Regions from separate parts of the Capra hircus genome. Here region 2 is linked to region 1. The links are chromatin contacts, called in public Hi-C maps. All regions are on one chromosome and are shown on one strand. Each heading gives the region's core, a stretch centred on a gene start, on an enhancer-like site or on the middle of the called end of the contact. The rest is flanking DNA. Distances are from core to core; before and after follow the strand shown.

Region 1 (4,941 bases), core at 1,932-4,431:
TCGACAAAGGAGGGAAGAATATACAATGGGGCAAAGACAGCCTCGTCAATAAATGGTGCTGAAAAACGGGACAGCTACATGTAAAAGAACAAAATTAGAACACTTCCTAACACCATACACAAGGTAAACTCAAAATGGATTAAAGACCTAAATGGAAGACCAGGAACTATAAAACTCTTAGAGGGAAACATAGGCAGAACACTCGATGACATAAAGCAAGAGCCTCTATGACCCACCTCCTAGAGTAACGGAAATAAAACCAAAAGTAAACAAGCGGGACCTGATTAAACTTAAAAGCTTTTGCACAGCAAAGGAAACTATAAGCAAGGTGAAAAGACAACCCTCAGAATGGGAGAAAATAATAGCAAATGAAACAGCTGACAAAGGATTAATTTCCAAAATATACAAGCAGCTTGTACAACTCAATGAGGAAATGGACAAAACTACAGTCATCAAGACAGTATGGTCCTGGCACAAAAACAGAAATATAGACAAATGGAACAAGATAGAAAGCCCAGAAATGAACCCATGCACCTGTGGGAACCTTATTTTCGACAGAGGAGGCAAGAGTATACAATGGGGCAATTGTTTATTGCCCCATTCAAAACAAGCCAATCAAAAAGTGGGGAAAAGACCTAAACAGACGTTTCTCCAAAGAAGACATACAGATGGCTAACAAACACATGAAAAGATGCTCAACATCCCTCCTTATTAGAGAAATGCTAATCAAAACCACAATCAGATATCACCTCACATTGGTCAGAATGGCCATCATCAAAAAGTCTACAAACAATAAATGCTGGAGAGGGTGTGGAGAAAAGGGAATGCTCTTGCACTGTTGGTGGGAATGTAAATTGATACAGTCACTATGGAAGATGGTATGGAGATTCCTTAAAAAACTAGGAATAAAACCACCATATGACCAAGCAATCTAACTCCTAGGCATGTACCTGAGGAAACCAAAATTTAAAAAAACACATGTATCCCATTGTTCATTGCAGCACAATTTACAATAGCCAGAACATGAAAGCAACCTAGATATCCATCGACAGATGAATGGATAAAGAAGCTGTGGTACATATATACAATGGGGTATTACTCAGTCATAAAAAGGAAGGCATTTGAGGCAGTTCTGATGAAGTGGATGAACCTAGAACCTATTATACAGAGTGAAGTGAGTCAGAAAGAGAAAGATAAATATTGTATTCTAATGCATATAAATGGAATCTAGAAAAATGGTACTGAAGAATTTATTTACAGGGCAGCAGTGGAGAAACAGACATAGAGAATAGACTCATGGAATTGGAAAGAGGGGAGGAGAGGGTGAGATGTATGGAAAGAGTAACATGGAAATTTACATTACCATATGTAAAATAGATGGCCACGGGAATTTGCTGTATGGCTCAGCAAACTCAAACAGGGGCTGTGTATCAACCTAGAGGGGTGGGATGGGACGGGAGATGCGAGGGAGCTTCAAAAAAGAGGGGATATACGTATACCTATGGCTGATTCATGTTGAGGTTCGACAGAAAAGAACAAAATTCTGTAAAGCAATTATCCTTCAATAAACAAATTAAAAAAAAAACCCAGCTTAATAATACTACGTAAATAACCATAGAGGTGGTGCTAGGATGTCACCCGAGTCCTGCAGGAAAGGAGGGTGACAGAAGCGTGGGAAACGAGGAGGAAAAGTGAGGTGTGTGCGGCTCCCCGGGCAACCCCCAGCTCCGGGCAGGAGGCAGAGCCCCAGGTTCCTCTCATCTCATGAGCCCAGCCCCTATTTACAGTACAGGACCCTTGAGGGTAGAAAGCCTTTCCTAGACTCAGGCCAGCAACGCGGGCCATCCACTCTGGTTGCCTGTGGGCGGCCAGCTTTATGCAATGCCAGCCAACCCCAGCCTCCAGGTGGTTCCTTCACCCCAGAGCCTGCCTTGTCTTTGATTTCATTTTTAACCTCTCTTCCCTGATCTTTTCTTTCTCCTCCTCATTCATCCCTTCCCTCCTTCCTGCTGTCTCTCTGCCTCTCCCTTCTCATCCCTGTCTCCTTTTTGTGTCTGCCTTTTCTCCTTTTTTCTTTTAACTAACTTTTAGTGGAGTATAGTTGCTTTATAATGTTGTCTTAGTTTCTGCTGTAGCAAAGTGGATAGTTACATGTATACATATATCCCCTCTTTTTCGGATTTCCTTCCCATTTAGGTCACCACAGAACATTGAGTAGAGTTCCCTGAGCTATACTGTAGATTCTCATCAGTTCTGTATTTTGTATATTGTCTTTTTTCTTTACGTCTCTCTTTTCTTGTGTGTCTCTCTTTTTCATTCTAGTGTCTCTCCCCTGACATACTCTCTTTCATTCTCTCTCCTTCTTCAACTTCTATTTTTCTATGAAAAGCTGACAGATTTCAGAACCATTCAGGTTCAAAATCATACCCCAGAAGGTACTTCATGCCACCCAACACTATATCCTAAAAATTGGTTAAAATGGTAAGTTGTAGGTTTATGTATATTTCACCAAAATTTTTTAAAGAATCTCAAGAATTTAAAAAGTTAGATTTGGAATCCCATTCTCACCCAAAATCTTAAAAGAAGAATTTTTAAAAGGAAAAAATAACCTGTATCCCAGCTGCCTCCATGCTCTGGCTGTGTGACCCTGAGGAAGTCATTCAACCTCTCTATGCCTCAGTTCCTCTCCTTATAAACTGGGATATTAACAGAAGGCCCTAGTGAGGACGGAGCAAGGTGGTGCCTACACAGCATTGAGCACACTGCCGGGACTCGGCAGGTGCTTAATAAATGCCCATTTCCTCCATCTTCCTTCTGGGTTTTTGTTTGCCTCTTTCCTCTGGAAACTTGTTGTTACTTCTCTGTCCCCCTGACCCCCTCTGGCCCTGAAGGCCCCTCACAGACCCTGTGACTACTGGCAACAGGGTGGCTCTTAGTCCTCTGCTACCAGGCACACAAGCCCTGCCCATCCTAGAAATCAAGGCACCGTTGTCCCCATTAGCTACAAAGAATGGACAATGGTCCAGCAGGCCACACCCTTGGCAGCACTGTGGCTGATTCCTCCTGCTCCTGCCCCTGGCCCTCCTTGGCCCTCCCTGAAGCCCTGGAAACACAGAGGATGACAGAGGGGGCCAACAGAGGCAGGGCAAGCCCACCCAGTAGCTCATGCCAGATCGAGGCAGGCAGCCCAACCCTGGGTGTCAGGTCAGGCACTGCCTGTCGTGCTGGGGGACACCTCACCTGGGGCCCAAGTCCAGAAGACTGAAGGCCCCTGGCCTCCTGTCTTCCTGCTGGTGACCACTGCCAAGGTGTCCAGCCCTACTGGGTGGTGGTTTGTCTGTCCAATTCTTGGGTGCTCCTGAAACCTGGATGGATGGCCCCTTTGAGAAAGGCCATTCCTCCAGGCTCCCAGCCTGGTAAGTAAAGGGCGGGGCCCCACTCTCCTACCCCAGACCATGCAGCATCTCTTGGAAGCAAGCACTCCAGGTAGCAGTGGCTGCCTGTGGGCCAGGCACCGCTCCCCCTGACCCCCCGGAAAGCCCTCTGCAAGAAGCCTCTTCCCTCCTGGTGCTCCCTGCTAGCAAACTCCCAGCCCCCACCCCCAATTTAGATCCCCTGCCATCAGGAGGGGATTCCTTACTGCCTCAGCTCCCAGTGTAAGGGCCCCCCTCCCTTAGGATGCAGGAGAGTTAAGGCAGTGATTTCATTGGGAGAGGTCCAGAGAGGTGTCATTTATTACCAGGCAGAGCTCTAACTGGGGCAAGATGCCTAGTAGCTGATCTCAGCTTTGCTGGCAACTTGCTGTGGGACTTTGGGCCTGCCACCTACCATCTCTGCGTTTCAGTTTCTCCCTAGAACTGAATGAGATCCATATGGGCTGCCAGAGTAGATGTGTGTCCAGCCTGGTCTGGGTACTGTAATTGCCATGACTCATTTAGAATTTACCTTGAGTGTTTTACTCTGATGAGGGAACCAAGGTTCAGAGAGGCTAAGTATCCATAACTTAGCTAAGGTCACACAGATGGGGAGTGAGGGTGGGGCTAGGCTTCAAACCTGTCAAGAACCCATCCAGTCCTCCACCTAACCAGCATGCCGTAGTTCCACAAGGTGTACACTCAACATTCCTGCCCTCGAGGGGCTTATCAGAACCCACGTGCAACCAGGAGAGGATGAACTGAGATACCTGATGTCAAGGAGGAGAGACAGGGCAGTCAGGGAGGGCTTCCTGGAGGAGGCAGTCTCACTTCTTTCACAAGCTTTGGGAGGAGCTTCAGATGGACACCCTCATCCAGGAGGCTTCATCCCTTACTTGAACATAGAGCATTTTGTCATTGAGGGAGCGATGGCAAAAGAGTAAATGATTCCTTTTGTGTGTGCCGGTGGATCCAGTTATCCAGGGAACCCCTCGGGCCCCAACAAGGAGCCTTTGAGAAAAGGGGCCTCCTCTTAGCTTCAGCCCTGCAGTCTCCTGAGCAGTGACCAGAGACCACACGCTTACCTCATATTGGTTGAGCTTGCTGACTGTCCCAGACCCTGGGCCACAGCAGTGAACAGGGCAAAGCCCCACCTCATTCTCCTGCAGGAGTTACAGTTAATGCCTGAACATGGCAATACATAGTATAGTTTCAGACCATGGCAGTGCCATGAGGAGTCGGGCTGGGTGGGGAATGGTAACTGCAGAGACCAGTGTCCAGTGCACCCATGGGAGTGCTGAGTGGTTCTCTGAGAGCTGGTGGGGGTGGGCCAGCATTGAGGGGCTTCCCTCCAAAGTGAGACCTAGCCCAAAGCAGATGCTCACTGGGAGTTCACTGGACACAGAAAGGACAGAGGAAGAGTCTCAGGCAAGGGACTGGATGAGCAAAGGCTCTGTGACTAGGGAGGCTGGGGGAGCATGAGGGCCTCAAAGACGCCCAATGAGGCTGCAGTGGATAGATCGTACAG
Region 2 (4,655 bases), core at 1,276-3,775, 330 kb before region 1:
CTCACCTGCTCAGGCTGCTCAGAGTCTTGGGATGGGAGAGCAGGGCTGCCTGTTCTACATGATGCCTTGCTGTGTTGACATGCTTCAGTGCCCCAAGGAGTCCATGCCTCTGCCTACGAAGCCTCCCCCACCTGCCCACACCACTGACTTCTTCCTCTGACCTTTTGCAGCATGACTGGGTAAGCCCACACCTGGCACCTGTTTCCTGCTTGTTTGCTCATTCTCTCTCACCCAGGGTGTTGCAAAAGCCTCCCAAATGGTTGTCCCGGTTCTCCTCTGCACTCTCCACTCCATTCTCCATCTGCACCTAGAAGGATTAAAAGAGAGCATTTCATTGGAGTATACGTCTTAGTATAAAGTTAGTATAAAGTGCTCAAATCTCAAGTGTGTGTTATTGTTCAGTTGCTCAATCGTGTCTGACTCTTTGCAACCTCATGGACTGCAGTACACCAGGCCTCCGCATCCCTCACCATCTCCTGGAGTTTGCCCAAGTTCATGTCCATTGCCTCGGTGACACCATCCAGCTATGTGTAGCTGGATGGATTTCTGTATATGTATACACCATGTAAATGTCTCATTAATTGAGATACAGAACAATTCCAACAGCCCAGCACATTCACCCGTGCCCCTTTCCAACCAATAATCTCCCCAGAGGTAACCAGTATTCAGACTTTAATCCCCAGAGTTAATTTCATCCACCCTTCAGTTTTATTTAAACGGGCCCACATAGCATATACTCATTCTGTCTCCCTTTCTTTCAGCACCATCTGTGAGAGCCATGCACCCAGTTGCCTGTGTTGGGAATTTCTTCTTTTTCATTGCTGCGTAGTATTTTGCTGAAGGAAGGTGCCATCAGTTAATTCCCCTCTCTTCAGTAGTTGGATGTTAGAGTTGTTTTCAGTCTTTAGCTGTGACGACCATTTTTGTGCGCATTCTTGGCGGTCACTGGCTTTCATTTCTCTTGGGTAAATACCTGTGAGTGGAAGTTAGATCATCACACAGGCATGTGCTTAGTCTCAGTAAACATTGCCAAACAATGTCCCAAGTGGTTGAACCAATTAACACTCCCACCAGTAACATATGAGCCTCTTGGTAACTCCACATTCTTGTCAACCTTGGGGGTTACCATTCCTTTTTAATTTTAGACATTCTGGTGGGAGAATAATGGTATCTCATTGTGATTTTGATTTGCATGTCCCTAATGACTGATGAAGTTAAAAACTTTTCATGCGCTTGTTGTGCAGCCAGAGGTCATCTTTTGTATACTGTGTGAGTCTTTTATGAGTGTTTTCTAAGTTGGTTTATCTGTTTTTTCTTGATCGAGATATTTGTTTCTTGTTCCTTGTGAAATGTATAGCAGATTTGATTAATCTGTTGGATATACGAGCGGGAAATGCGCTTTTCTATCTTTGTCACTTCCTTTCCCATCCTCTCAGAACCCCTCACTTTGTCACCACTGAGCCTTTGAATACAGGGTGCTTTCTGCCAGGTGGAGTCTCCCCCTCTTCTCTGCCTTACTGGGGCTTGCTCTTTCAAGAGCTAAAGCAAACTCCACCAGCTCTGGGAAGTTGGCTCTTCCTGCTCCATATAACCCCTGTGTTTTGTATGCCCCAGAGCACATAGCCCGTTGGAAAGCAAGTCAAGGGGCACCTGGCTTCTCTGTGCACGTCTGGGGCAGGGTGGTGTCTTCTGTGTCACAGTCGCCCCATACCTCACTCGAGGCTGGTTCTCAATCAGCTCTTGTGGCAGGTTTTCGGTGATAGGATGGAGGCAGAGCCCAATCTGCCTGCAAAGGTCCCAGTTTACAGTTACAGATACAGTATGGTTATGAATGGCCCCTCCTGGAGGCCCTGAGGGGATAGGAACAGGAGAGGGTGCCCAGGGGAAGAGAATATTTGTTTCAGGGACGGACTTGGGTCTAGTGCTGACCTGGTGCCAATATGCTGTGTGCTATCAGGTGAATCTCTTCTATGCCTCAGCTTCCTCTTCTGTGAAATGGGGAGAATAAATAAAGCTTTCATCGCCTGTGTCTCACGGGGTGGTTATAGGGCAGATGAGATGTCAGATGAGCCTGTGACAGGAGCGCAATGCAGAGACATAGAGAAGCCGCTCCTGCCCCCAGGGAGGCTCTGCCTGGGAGGGGAGATGTCAGGCACTGCCCCCCACCCCCACTGCAGTGCGTATGAGGAGGGAGGGGACACCTGAGGCAGGTCCCGACAGGGGCAACCTGGCTGGACGCTGACACCGGTTACATCCAGGTGGTGGCTAAATGTCCTTTTCTGAATGTTGAAAACATTTCATAATTTCAATTAAAGGAATTAAAATATAAAAACATAGGTTGGGCCCTTTCAACCCGCTCGGTGCTTGTGAGGAGCCCCTCCTATCTGGAGCATCACCATTGATGGGGCCGGGCACGGTGCAGGGCTGCTGTGTGGGGCACACACTCCCTCGGATGGAGCTGGCTGAGGACAGGTGTGCTCGGAGTTGAGGAAACTTGACTCAGTGCCTGGGCCGCGGCCTGCTGAGGGCCAGGTGCCAGGCCCGGGGAGGGGGCGAGGTGGGAAGTGGCAGAGGCGAGCTTGGCTGGCTTCCAGAGTCAACGTCAGGGTGGGGCTTCTTAGAGGCCACAGTTTCTTTGTACGGATGGAAGACTGAGACCCAGAGGGCAGACAGGACTTGGCCCATGTCACGTGGGAAATTCTAGGCCAGATCTCCCCATTGACTCCACTTCCCACCTGCCTCATGCTTGCCAGGGGCCAGGAGGCATTTTTCCAGGTTCTGCTCAGGTTTCAGAGGCCTGATGTCACCTAGTGAATCCCTAAGCAGAGGATGTCCTCTGCGTCTTGGCCCTGGGTGCCCCTGCAAGGAGATCCTTAGTGTCCTGGGGCTCCCAGAGAAGATGGGGGTGCTGAGGGGAAGGTGTGGTGAGGTGCTGCTCGTCTGGCTTGTGGACACAACTGTTGGCATCCTGACATCTTTTCTCAACTCCACAGTCAGCGCTTAGGGGTTGGTGGCCTGAAATTAGCCACGGCGGGAGTATTGATGGAAACAGGGAAATGCTTCAAGGCAGAGTGGTTCCCTGGATACCAAGTTTCCTATTTACCAGCATACCACTGCCTGGCCCCATCCTCCTCAGGCACACAGCTCCACTTTATGATTTGAAGAAAGGTTTAAAAAATTAAAAAAAAATCATTCTATTGGACCATTCAATTTTTTAAATCTACCCTGCAAGTGCCAAGGAAGTCTGTGTGTTGTGGACTAACCTGGGCTAACTTGTATGTCCTGAACTGACCCTTGATTCTGGGCTGTCCTAGGCTAACTGGTGTTCCAAGCCAACCCAAGTACTCTGGGATAACCATCCTTTTCTGGGTTAACCCAGGCTAATGTGCATGTTCTGGGTTAATGGGTGGGTCTGGGCTAAGCTGGGAGAGAGTTCTAGGCTAGCCTGGGCTGACACACATATTCTGAGTGAAGCTGTAGGTTCTGGCTACCGTGGGGAATTGTTCCAGACTAATCCACAGGACCTGAGGGAGTCCCTGCTCCTCTGCTGGAGACAAGGGCAAAATTTGGAGCTCTGGTCCTGATGTCCTCTTATGTTTTCAGGGGTGGGAAACAGGCCCTCAGTTTTCCTTCTTATAAATGAGAACAACCAGAGGTTAGCAATGAACTTGGAGCTCCGTTGTGAGCGAGCACCTCAAAGCGGCTCAGGAGGCCCAGAACCAGCCTCTCCTCCTGGACTTGTTGGGGAAAGGGAGGCACAAACAGCTCCTTCGTAGGGCAGGCAAGACTGGGCTGGCCGGGTGAGGGACAATGGGGCCTCTGTGGGTTCTGGGGAGGAAGCCAGACAAGAGAAAGGCTCCCTGCCCTTGCTGACTCTTCCTGAAGAAGAAAGGCAGGGACCTCATTTAAGACGACTCCAGGGACTTCCCTGGTGGTGCACTGGCCAGGAATCCGCCTGTCAGTGCAGGGGGCAGATCCCTAGTCTGGGAGGATCCCACATGCCGCGAGGCAGCTGAGCCCATGTGTTGTAACCACTGAAACCCGTGTGCCCAGAGCCTGTGCTCCGCACAAGGGAAGCCACCACAGTGAGATGCCTGCACGCTGCAATGAGGAGTAACCCCATCTAGCCACAACTAGAGAAAGCCCGTGCAGAGCAACAAAGAGCTAGTGCAACCAATAAATCAGTAAACAGACTTGACTCCACTCCCAGCCTCACCGGGAACCCCTCCTTCGAGGGGCATTCACGCACAGCTCTGTGTCAGCCAACGCATCCCTGGCCGCCCATGGCTTTCGGGGATGGAGGATCATCAGCCCAGACTCTGTGGCGCCTCTCAGAACCCCTGTCCACGTGACCTCCCTCTAGTCCTCGGTCCATCTTCTGCTGCTTCCCCAGGGCACTGAGGTGAGGGCCACTAGATCCCCCACCACTCCCAGCCCCTGGTGACCTCCCTTCTGCCGCAGACTGAAGGACTGCTTTCTGGGGGGTCTGCTGGGCCTGCTGGGAGAGTTTCCTCCAGCATGCGTGCCCTATGGATGCAACTATATCATGCCTGACAGATACAGTGACAACAGCATCAGTGCCCCCAGTACCACTGAGAAGGCCAGTGCTGACCCCAGAGTGCTGCCCACACCCCGAGTTAGGGGTGCCCCTCAGC

The links. Hi-C and Micro-C count contacts between places; a contact is called where the count stands out from the background.
Region 2: a Hi-C map of liver shows a contact between it and region 1, with 5 times the contacts expected there. The contact joins two enhancer-like sites.

What each region holds. Positions count from the first base shown.
Region 1 is chr28:18,192,216-18,197,156 of ARS1.2, reverse strand. All of the region lies in intron 2 of UNC5B (netrin receptor UNC5B), which reads left to right. Among named protein-coding and RNA genes, the nearest start is that of SLC29A3, 30 kb to the right of the region's middle. Within about 2 kb of position 3,181, at least 1 of the 5 cell types and tissues checked has an H3K27ac peak or open chromatin away from gene starts, as enhancers often do.
Region 2 is chr28:18,524,406-18,529,060 of ARS1.2, reverse strand. No RefSeq gene overlaps it. Among named protein-coding and RNA genes, the nearest start is that of PCBD1, 32 kb to the left of the region's middle. Within about 2 kb of position 2,525, at least 1 of the 5 cell types and tissues checked has an H3K27ac peak or open chromatin away from gene starts, as enhancers often do.